Linked DNA regions of Mus musculus: region 1 is linked to region 2. The links are chromatin contacts, called in public promoter capture Hi-C maps. All regions are on one chromosome and are shown on one strand. The core of a region is the stretch at or near the end of the contact, and the rest is flanking DNA. Distances in the headings are between cores, read along the strand shown. Region 1 overlaps Cyp4f13 (cytochrome P450, family 4, subfamily f, polypeptide 13). Region 2 overlaps Cyp4f37 (cytochrome P450, family 4, subfamily f, polypeptide 37).

Evidence for each region. Capture Hi-C pulls out chosen DNA fragments and counts their contacts.
Region 1: a promoter capture Hi-C map of liver shows a contact between it and region 2, with 2.6 times the contacts expected there. The contact joins two enhancer-like sites. A contact is called at or near these places in 11 of 39 promoter capture datasets (the 3T3-L1 cell line, cranial neural crest, embryonic stem cells and 7 more), 2 of 484 Hi-C or Micro-C datasets (the G1E-ER4 cell line and pancreatic cancer cells), 2 of 115 datasets of contacts at active chromatin or transcription factors (both in embryonic stem cells) and 3 of 9 other capture datasets (embryonic stem cells, liver and pancreatic islet).

Annotation. Positions count from the first base shown.
Region 1 is chr17:32,922,256-32,927,950 of GRCm38.p6, reverse strand. It overlaps Cyp4f13 (cytochrome P450, family 4, subfamily f, polypeptide 13), which reads left to right. Exons shown (of 13, transcript NM_130882.1): 10 at 2,128-2,261; 11 at 2,350-2,414; 12 at 2,545-2,627; 13 at 2,997-3,263. The coding sequence ends at 3,174. Among named protein-coding and RNA genes, the nearest start is that of Cyp4f14, 7.8 kb to the right of the region's middle. Within about 2 kb of position 3,075, at least 244 of the 459 cell types and tissues checked have an H3K27ac peak or open chromatin away from gene starts, as enhancers often do. A contact at or near this core is called in liver, where this site is marked.
Region 2 is chr17:32,633,908-32,639,206 of GRCm38.p6, reverse strand. It overlaps Cyp4f37 (cytochrome P450, family 4, subfamily f, polypeptide 37), which reads right to left. Exons shown (of 13, transcript NM_001100187.1): 10 at 4,895-5,028; 11 at 4,714-4,778; 12 at 4,467-4,549; 13 at 3,023-4,231. The coding sequence ends at 3,988. Among named protein-coding and RNA genes, the nearest start is that of Cyp4f37, 15 kb to the right of the region's middle. Within about 2 kb of position 1,811, at least 7 of the 459 cell types and tissues checked have an H3K27ac peak or open chromatin away from gene starts, as enhancers often do. A contact at or near this core is called in liver, where this site is marked.

The sequences.
Region 1 (5,695 bases), core at 1,826-4,325, 290 kb before region 2:
GGCGGCACTGCCAATTATATTGAGCACTAGGGAGCTAGGCTACAAAGTAATACATGCCTCAAAATGAACATATGAAAGATGTGTGATATGCTGTCTTTAGGACAGTTAGACGGTGGGCAGAAGTGGCTATGCATTTGTAGTCTGTGTGCTTCACTGTTGCCTAGAGGCTCCCGGGGGAGCTTGGCTGAGGGATGAATGCAGCACAGAGCCTGAAAGTCACTAGCTGGGGGCTGGAGGGTATTGCTTGCCTTGCAGCTGGGCAGACAGCTTCCCCATGCTTGCTTTCCTTTAGTCTCCTGGGCGATCTCTAGGCCCTTCAGTCAAATGGCCTTGCAGGTCTTCCCTCAGCAGTGTCTACCATACCGTGTGTATGTATTCTTCTTCTCAGCACTGTGCCTAGCTGTTCCTTCTTTTGTGTTCTGAATGACATTCCACAGTTGTTCAGTTCATGGAGAGTTATTCCACATGTATAGAAATATTTTCAGTGAGAACAAATATTGCTGAATTGCCCTTTAATATCTCTGTGCTGATTTACTATCCAATGTGTGATAGAACTAGTGATTTTCCTATTGCTACCTTTTGACTAACTGTATTAGATTTTGTTAAATGAGTGCCATGACTTATCAAAACGTTCCATTCTTGATGGCTTTTAATCTTTTTCACATTTTGTATGTTATTCAGTGTGCATGTGTGTGTATGCATGCCTGTGTGCGTATATGTGTGTATGTGTTTGTGTATATGTGTGTGTGCACACACATATGCACCTGGGCACACATGTACAATGATGGATAAGTGGAACTCAGAAGACAATTTGTAGAATTTCTACCATGTGGCACACGCAGTGGTTAAACGGAAGTTGTCAGGTCTTGCCAGCAGGTGTCTTTATACTGTGGGCCATCTTGTTGGCCTTCCAGCCTTTCCTCTAAAAACACAACATAGGAAATATCTGTGTACTTGGACCCTTTGTAACCCGTATAAATGCCTGTGTAGGACAAATTCCAAGGCTAGTTGCTGAAGTCAGGCATTAGGAATCTATGCTGGGGTTGGAGAAGTGGCTCGGCAGTTAGGAGCACCTGGAACTCCAGCTCCAGGGGATCTGATGATGTCACTGGCCTCTGCAGGCACACACACAACACCACAAACACACACACCCCACCACCACACCATACATATACATATAAGTTTTAAAACATCACTCATTTTCTTCAAAAGTTTTCTGAATTCTATAACTTAGTGGCTCTTGGAAAAATCCCACTTCCACACAGAGACCCAGAGAGTGCTCACTTCTTTGTGTCTTCATCAGAATATATTGGAGAACTTGAAAGTGATGAACAACCTGAAAAGTTGGGGCACACTGTGCTATATAAATGAACACCACTGTACAGACATGCTGAACATGGCAATCAGCTTTAGATCCACCACACATGCCTTTTTCTTTGACATATCAAATAACTTTGTTTTCCTAACTTTGGAATTTCTATGCTTTTCTTTCTTTTCCGGTATACAAGAACTCTTTTTAAAAATGTTTTTAATCTTTTGTTTTTTGAGACACAGTCTCACTATGTAGGCTGTCTTAGAACTCAGTATGTTGTGTTCAGCTGGGTCCCTGAGCTGCCATCTGTCCACTACAGGTAGCCTCTACACATGCCTATATCCACAGTGTCTGCAGCACAGGGCCCTCTCCTGCCTCTGTACATGTCTATATCCTCAGTGTCTGCAGCAAGGACCCTCTGCTGCCTCTGTACTTGTCTACATCCTCACACCGACAGGCCCCCAGCTTCCTATGGCCCTTTCAACAGTAGTGCAGTTGTCCCTTGAGCCTCCCACAGGCTCCTGCAGGAGGCTCTCACAAATGCTCCTTATGTAACCGCTCTGGGCTTTGACTTTTCAAATTCTCCCATCACGAGACCATTAAAATTTAGTTTCTGAGTTGGAGGCCAAGCTGGTCCACTGACAAGTCTCTTCTGGCCTCCACAGACATATAGCACACATGAACATGGATAATTTTAAATTTTTATTATTTTTAAGAACAAACAGTATTTTAGGTACAGAACTGTGGATCAGTCTCACTCGGTGGCAGAGAGACTTTGTTTTTGCTCCTGGACAATTGTGTGCTGTCTTCCTTAGGGACGACTTGGCCCAGCTACCCTTCCTGACCATGTGCATCAAGGAGAGTCTGCGGCTGCATCCCCCAGTCTTATTAATCTCCCGATGCTGCACCCAGGACGTTCTGCTGCCAGATGGCCGGGCCATCCCCAAAGGTGCCCTCAGTATCGTGGAAGGAGGGGCCTGGGTAGGACGGTGGTCCCCAGAAGCATCGTGGACCTGACCTGTCTCCTTACTCAACAGGGAACATCTGTGTCATCAGCATTTTCGGGGTTCACCACAACCCTTCAGTCTGGCCAGACCCTGAGGTGCGACTCTACCCTTTCCCCAACTCTGGAGCCTGGAGAAGAGGCACAAGCCTACCAGAGAAACCAGAGCTACCATCCTGGACATGGGGAAGAGACATGACCCACTAGCGTAGTCTTTCTTGGCCTACAGGTCTACAACCCCTTTAGATTTGACCCAGAAAACCCACAGAAAAGGTCACCTCTGGCTTTTATTCCCTTCTCAGCGGGGACCAGGTGAGGAAGTGGTCTTGGGTGAGGGGGGCGGGGGGAGTCTGGGTCCGACAGTGGGACCAGGGGACAGTTGGGTGAATGAGGATTCTGTGTCTCCTCCCCGACCTTTGCCTGCGTTTTGTGCAAAGGTCTGCAGAGCCTGCGGTGGCAAGGTCAAAGGCTGATGCTTTGTACTCAGAATCACGCCCAGGTCTGCACTGGGCGCTGGGACTAGGCCAGGTCCCAGAAATGCGGACACCCACGCAGGGTCCCAGGCACATCAGTGCCCCCTTGGCCCTCCTGACCGTGGGGGGAGGGGACTGAGCCAGGTTGGGTCCGAGGATGCCTGGCTGGTTCCTCGCGCAATCAGAGTTCCCACCCGTCCTCCCGCAGGAACTGCATAGGACAGACTTTCGCCATGAGCGAGATAAAGGTAGCGCTGGCGCTGACCCTGCTGCGCTTCCGCATCCTGCCAGATGACAAGGAGCCGCGCCGGAAGCCAGAGCTGATCCTGCGCGCAGAGGGCGGGCTGTGGCTGCGGGTGGAGCCGCTGAGCGCCGGCGCACAGTGACCTCACAGCTGCCTTGGAACCAGCTCACCCATGCTCCTACCTCTTTAAATCTCTGAATAAACAGAACTGCCTCCTGTTCTTTGAGTGACTATGAGCATCAGACCAAAATTTTATCACAAGATCCTCAATGCCTCCTGGGTGGTCCCCGAGGGTCTCCGTGCTGATGAGACTTCTACTGGAAGACCTTGTGAGCCACCGCGGATATTTAAGCAGGAGAGGGGAGCAGGTTTTCCAGTACATTTGAGGCTCAGTGGTCATTGAGGCAAACCCTTATATTCACTATGTTTCCACCTTTATTCTATTTCATCAAATTTAGAGCTATGTCCTGCTTCTGTCCTTCTGGCACAACATTTAAGAGTGGAACACTACACTAGACCTGGCCTGTTACATATGAAGGGATAGTTGTAGAATCTGAAGCAGGTTGTTCCTTAAGCGAGGGGAATCTTGGAACCGCTGGGGATGGTTTTATATAATTTTCAGGCCTTGTGACGACTAAAGCAGCTAACTCTACATGAATCACACCGACAGGGCCCCCAGCTTCCAATGACCCTTTCAACAGTAGTGCAGTTGTCCCTTGAGCCTTCCACAGGCTCCTGCAGGAGGCTCTCACAAATGTACCTTATGTAACCGCTCTGGGCTTTGACTTTTCAAATTCTCCCATCACGAGACCATTAACATTTAGTTTCTGAGTTGGAGGCCAAGCTGGTCCACAAAGTGAGTTCCAGGACAGCCAAGGCTACACAGAAAACCCTGTCTCTAAAAACAAAACAGAAACTGAGTTTCAGTTGATCACACATCTATAGTCCCCAGTACTTGGGAGACAGAAGCAGAGGGATGTTGGAGCAGAGGCTGAAGTCAGCTTTTGTTATCCAATGAAATACTGTCTGGAAGGGGGCAGTGATCTGTTGGTAGAATGCCTAGCATGCAAGACACACCCCGTAATCTGGGCTTGGTGTTACAAGCCTAAAATTTAGCACTTGAGAGTTGGAGACAGAAGGATCAGAAATTTCAGGTCATCCTTGGCTACACAAGTTCCAAGGTAGCCTGAGATACATGAGGCACCACCTCAAAAAAAACATTATTTAAAATATTTTTTTTCTTTTCTGTTGTGGGAAATGGCTTCAGAACAAAAATCTTCAAGTCCATTTTATTTTTACCTTTCTGCCCTCATTTAAATTGTCTCTAGTGTTTCTTTGTTTTGTTTTTTTACTTTTGGTTTGGGTTTTTGGGGTGCTGTGCTGGAATTGGGCCCAGGGTCCATGTGAGGCAAGTGCTTCCCCACTGAGCTACCCTCCCAGCTGACCCTGTACTGTATTGCCTTTGCAGGTAACGTATTCCCTTAAAGAGCTGGGACAGTATTCAGGTGTGAGCTCTGCATGCAGCTAGAAATGTAACCCATATAACTTAGCTGACCTTGAATTGATGCACATCTTAAGTGAGGTTTTAATTGTTTACAAGTATTTGAGACAGGGTCTCACTGTGTAACCCTAGCTAGTCTGGTGCTTGCAATGGAGAGCAGGCTGGCCTCAAAGATCTATTAGTCTGTATGTGCTTCCCTAGTACTGGGATTAACGCTGTGTGCCACCACTCCCCACAGTTATCTCTGTACTTTAAATTACAGTTATTTATTATTGGGGGGCATGTACATGACAGTGTATATGTGGAAGTCAGAGGACAACTTCTGGGAATCAATTCTCTTTTATTTCACTACATAGACTCCTGGATTGAATGCAAGCCATCTGTTTTGGCAGCAAGCTGTCTTCCCTACTGAACCATCTCACAGCCCCTCAAGTGAGATTTTTAAATGCCTTGCTACACTGATGACTCCGCTCTTTGATGTGTTGGGGTAACAGTTACCTTTGATTTAATACTTTTCAGGCCATAGTCACCCACTGCATTACACAGCATGAAAGATCTTAGACTTTGAGCAAATATAAGGGACAGGTGAACTTTGGGTTAGATTCTCTTGGGAATTTTGTGTGTCATTTGTTTGGGAGGGGAATAGAAAATGGGTACTTTGGTAGTCACTGGGTAGGCTGTTTCAGTGACTGCTACTGTTATTTTGGCCACCATGCTCATTATTTCATATATATTTGACATTATAATGTAGTTATAACACTTCTTTTTTTCCTTTCCTCATCCCAAACCCTTCCATATATCGTCCCCCACTCTCCATCAAATTCATGGCCTCTTTTTTTATTAATTGTTATTGTATGCAAATTCATATACACATACATATAGACATACATATACATATCTATTCCTACATATAATCTGCTAAGTCTCGATAGTTACTTGTATGTATGTTTTCAAGGCTGACCATTTCTGTCAGATCTAGTGGTGCAAGCCTTTAATCCTAACACTCAGGAAACTGAGGCACATGGATCTCTGTGAACTCAAGGTTAGCTTGGTCTACATAGCAAGTTCCAGGACAGCCAGGACTATGTAGAGAAACACTGTTCCAAAACAAATTTTAATTTTATGTGTTGAGTATTTTGCTTGTATGAGTGTACTGCATACA
Region 2 (5,299 bases), core at 562-3,061:
TGTTGCAATTCTGAGCAGAATTCCACACAACTGTCCCGAGGACGAAACTCCAGAAGTTAGGCTCCACAGCAAGGGTAGCCCATTGAGCAATCTTCCCAACTCAACATGCTCATGTTTGTCAGCCATGACCATGCCATTTTATAAACTCTTTGCATTTTAACTAAACAATGATGATTTTATAAACTAGTGTAACTTAGATTTGAGGTTGTTTTGTTTTATTTTATAGATTCGCCTTTCTCACCTTGTCAGTTCCCAATAATGGCTGGCCATGATAGCTACTTATTGATTGCCTGTTGTTCCTTTTTTAAGCATGCAAATTTGCTGTCATGTTTAACAAATTGTGAGATTGGGGCTGGGGAGATGTCTAGGTCAGTGAAGGGCTTGCAGCACAATTGTGAGAAACTAAGTTCAATTCCCAGCATCAATGTTAAAAAAACAAAAACAAAAAAAAAAAAACCCTGGGTGGAATGGCATACACCTGCAACCCTGAGAAGGCAGAGACGGGGTCAGAAGATTCTTGAGGCTTGCTGGCCAGCTAGTTTAGTGGAATCACTGAATTTCAAGTTTGGTTTGAGACCAACTCTGAGTCCAGAAGCTCGGGATGGAAGTATGGCGACAGGGCTGATTTCAAATAAGGCTTCTAAGGTTACTATGGCTGGGCTGAAACACTATGACCAAAGCAACTTCAGGAGGAAAGGGTTTATTTGGCTTACAATTCCACATCACTGTCCATCATGGAAGGAGGTCAGGACAAGAACTCAAACAGGCAGAAGCTGATGCAGAAGCCATGAAAGATTCTACTTACTGTCTTACCCCTCATGGCTTGCTCAGCCTGCTTTCACCAGCCCGAGGATGGCACCAACCACCATGGGCTGGGACCTCCACCATCAATCACTAGTTAAGAAATTACCATAGAGATGGATCTTATGAAGGCCCTGCTGGGACAGACTCCCAGACTAGGTGCGTAAGAGGAACTTCCCTAATTATTTCCCTAATTGTTGATTGGCTAAATGAAGATGGCAGAAGCTAATAGTTGGATGAAAGAGAAGACAAGATTTCCGGGCAGGACAGGAAGAGATGACAGGAGAAGACTGGGAGCTGGACCAGGCGGCAGGCCTGCAAGGAGTTGCAAACAGGTAGGTTTCTCAGGGCACCGATAGCTCATGGCCTCTGCAGTTGTGCCTGAGGAGGGCAAGGACGATGGGACAGGATATTCTTTTATCAGCCTTTGAGTTACCTGGTCAGTTTTAAACTACAAAAGTCTTTAGTGTTTTCCTTTCACAGGGCTAAAGGGAGCTGGGTGAGACCGGAGTGGCCATTGTGGCACCAGGCAAGTAGCAAGCAGAGACCAGGAGAGCTAGCATGGGAGCTGAGTAAGACCAGGGTGGTAGTTGGCAGTCCGCAGAGCCAACCGCAGGGTTGGCTGATCGTTGGAGCATGAGTGGTGGCTGTGGTCGAACGCAGGAGGGACTGCGTTGAGCAGCTTGGCAAGGCCAGCTGGAAAAGTGGGCTGCGGTGTGAGAGAGCAATGGCCAGCACCATGGCGGCTAGCCGGACCAAGCATGGGTTTCCTAAGTAGAGCTAGCTGCGGTGTGATCTCAGAGTTAAGTCGTGAGGGGCAAGGGGAAACGTGCTTTATAAAATTACCTGGGAGGAGCAGAGATAAGCCGAGCTATGGGAAGAGGCTCAGAGCAATGGACTACTGGGAAAGGGTACCCTCCAACCTGCTAGGCTGACTGCACCCACACTCCTGTAAGTAACCCCATAAAGCACATTGGTTTGCAAAGTTGGACTTTGGTGGTGTCATTATTTTGATTTGTCATCGTTTCCCTGTCTGGTTTCTTCATATCCTCCCAGGAATTATGTCACAGAGTGTTTACCACTGACCAAAGTGACAATCACACCAAAGTCCAACTCAGTAAATCAGCAATTTTTTATTGGGGTTACTTGCCAGGGTATTGGTGAGGGCTTACAGAAACAGGGGTAGCTCAAAAAAGTCCACCCATCACAAAAGGGCAACAATGCAGGAAAACTTTAACCCTGAGCTCACTCAGTCTCCTCCCGAATAGTTGTTTGTTTCTTCTATAAAACTCGAGAAGGGGCTTCAAGAGTCTGGTGAGCCAAGCAGCAGTGTCCCAAGCCTTTACTAATAGCACTCAGAAGGCAGAGGCAAGTGGGTCTCTGTGAGTTGGAGGTCTACAAGGCAAGTTCCAGGATAAGCAGAGCAACCCTGTCTAGAAACAAACAAACAAGCAAAAACAAATCTGGCTCGGTACATAAGATGCTATTTGCCTACTGGGCCTCATAAACCTTCCCTCTTCCTCCTGGACTGAACGTGTCAAATAGGAGAAAACTGCCTTAGAACATCAGGCAGAACGGGAGGGGAAAGACAGTGATCCTTGCAGGGGCAGAATGTTAGAGACCACTCCAACCTCCATCTACCTAGCCTCGCTGCCACCTCTGTCCTGTCATCAAGGGCATCAGGTGTCAGGTCTTAGAACTTTCAGAAAAGAGGTATGTGTTCCTCCTGGAATCCCGCAGCAGTTCATTATACTAAACCTGGGAAAACTAGTATTTTCAAAGCCTGCTGTTCCCAAACTGTCCTGCAAAGGGAGCATTCTCCATGGTCAGGAGACCAACAGATGACTGTAGCCAGTCAGAAACAGGCCTAGCTGTGTTTTTAAGAATTACACAGGCATCTGTTGTGATCTGTGGAATGCAAAGACCTACACTTCCCCACCCCCTGCAGCCATCCGTTGTCACGATCCTAGGCAGAAGCAAAGGGAAAGGGAGAATATCTGCACAGGGTCCCCAAGACTTATTTGCTTCAGAGGGACAAAGGACAGGAAATAGGAAACAAAGACAAGGGGTAAAGGACAGGGGAGAAGGGGTGGGAAACACAAGAGATGGGAGAAGGTTGTTTGTCCCAGAATGGGACAAAGGACTTCTGGATAGAGAGGAGACCAATGTAGCCCATAGGCAAATGGCAGTTTATAAAGGTAAATTAAGAAACCAGGTATTAGGATGGAGTGTTTAATTAGACATGCTAATTAGAGGAAACAAAGAGGGCTTTTGATTGCTGTACTTCAATAGTGTGATAGCTGCACTTTGGTAGTCAGCCTCAAGAGGAGGAAGTGACCAAGTAAGGGAATAGATCTTGGTGGCTCGCTTTAGGAATGTAGTCTAACAGTTTAGCAAGGCGGAGGGAGTGGGGGAAGGCAAGGCCTGCCAGGACTTTCTATGTATTCCAAGATAGTCTCCAACTCACGATCCCCCTGTCACAGGGACTGGATCTCAGGGTTGAGTCACAGCGTCCACCTGACACTGTTTTTAATGGGTTCGTGAGAGGGTGAAGGGATCAAAGCCCAGAGGTGCTACTAGAAAGGAAAATTAGAAGATTCCTGTGAACTAAGTGGGAGTCTCAGTGAACACGACCCAGGACATAAGTTAATGAAGGATTCTGGGACTTTGTTTACTTTAAGATGCCTTAGGACCTTGGGAATCACAAGCCCAGAATGTCATTTAACATCCTTCTCAAAGGTGCCAAGACAGACCTTTCTGAGAAACCATTTTAGTCAAACTTTATAAACAACCCCACCCCCACCCCCCAGGGGTACTGTGGCAGCCCACTGCTGTAAGTGCAGCTCTAAGAAGCCAAAACACTGGAAGAGCGCTTCAAATATAACGAAGAGGAAGAGAAGGCAGAAGAAAGTGGAAAGAGTGCGATTAGGCTTTGTTTCAGTGACTAAAGAGTGCCAAGCATGCCAGAAACTCGACTCCCTCTCCTAATCTGCTCCAAAATCTACAGTGACTTTAACAGGATGAAGTCCAAGCTTCGACTGGAAAAGAACTCTCAGCGTGAAAGCCTTGCTGGGCTAAATCAGCAAACAGGTACTTTGCCTCAAAGACACCAACCCATTCTCTTCAGAGACCACGGCTGATTCTGTGGCCCTCTAGCGCCCCCTGCTGGCGTTCTGTGGAGCCAAGCTAATTCTGAGAACCGGAGAGAACAATTGGAGGGTGGGGTAAAGAAGCCTCAAGGTCAGGTTTGGAGTCCTTCAGCACTGTGCTCAGCGGCTCCACCCGCAGCCACAACCCGCCCTCCGCCCGCAGGATTATCTCTGGCTTCCGGCGCGGCTCCTTGTCATCCGGCAGGATGCGGAAGCGCAGCAGAGTCAACGCCAGTGCCACCATCATCTCATTCATAGCGAAAGTCTGTCCTATGCAGTTCCTGCGGAGTGACAGGATGGGGACTCTGACTGAGCTCTGCCTAGAAAGGAGCTCCTGGACCCAACCTGACCCAGTCCTGGTCAGCCCTTCAACTTCCAACCCTGGGTTCTGCAGACTTTTGCACATTCTCTGAGCAGAGGGTGGTAAGGAGAACTAGAACCCAACCATCCCAGCTCCACCCTATTCCCACTGTCAGCCCCAGAATCCACCCATCACCACAAGCCATCTGGTCTCACCTGGGCCCGGCAGAAAAGGGAATAAAAGCCAGAGGAGGCCTCTTGTGTGCGTTTTCTGGGTCAAAGCGGAAGGGGTCATAGACCTGAGGGGAGGGGCAAGATGAGGCTTTCTAGGTTGCTTCTTTGCGCACACCCAGCCAGCCCCCCAAAAGTAGACATAGAGACAGGGGTGACAGCTTCTTGTTTCCAGGTTGGGGCTACATCCCCTTCCCATGTCCCTCCCAGCAATGCCTGGAGGAGCCCCCACCTCAGGGTCTGGCCAGACTGATGGATTGTGATGAATACCAAAGATGCTGATGACACAGATGTTCCCTGTTGGGTAGGAGGATCCAGTCAGTACTAGCCAGGTCCAAGCTGCCCCTAGAGACCATCACCCTACTCAGATGCTTCCCATCTGCTCCTCCCTTCGCCCTTGACTTTCAGGACACCTTTAGGGATGACCCGGCCATCAGGTAGCACAATGTCCCGGGTGCAGCGGCGGAGGAGATCTATGACTGGGGGATGCAGCCGCAGACTCTCCTTGATGCACATGGTCAGGAAGGGTAGCTGGGCCAGGTCGTCCCTAAGGAACACAGCGCACAATTATTCAGGAGCAAAACAAAGTCTAAGCTCAGCCTCATCAGCCTCTGGTTGGATTAACCACTCGCCTCTCATGCTTAGTCATGGAACAAATTATATTCTAGATGAATCAAGGATGCTTGCCAGTTCCTTTGTGTGTTTGTGTCTAACTACTAAGAACAACCTTGAACTCCTGTATTTGTCATTCCACTTCCCAAGTTTTGATGCCATAGGGGTCAACTAAGATCTAGGTCCTTAGATCAAAGATTAACACT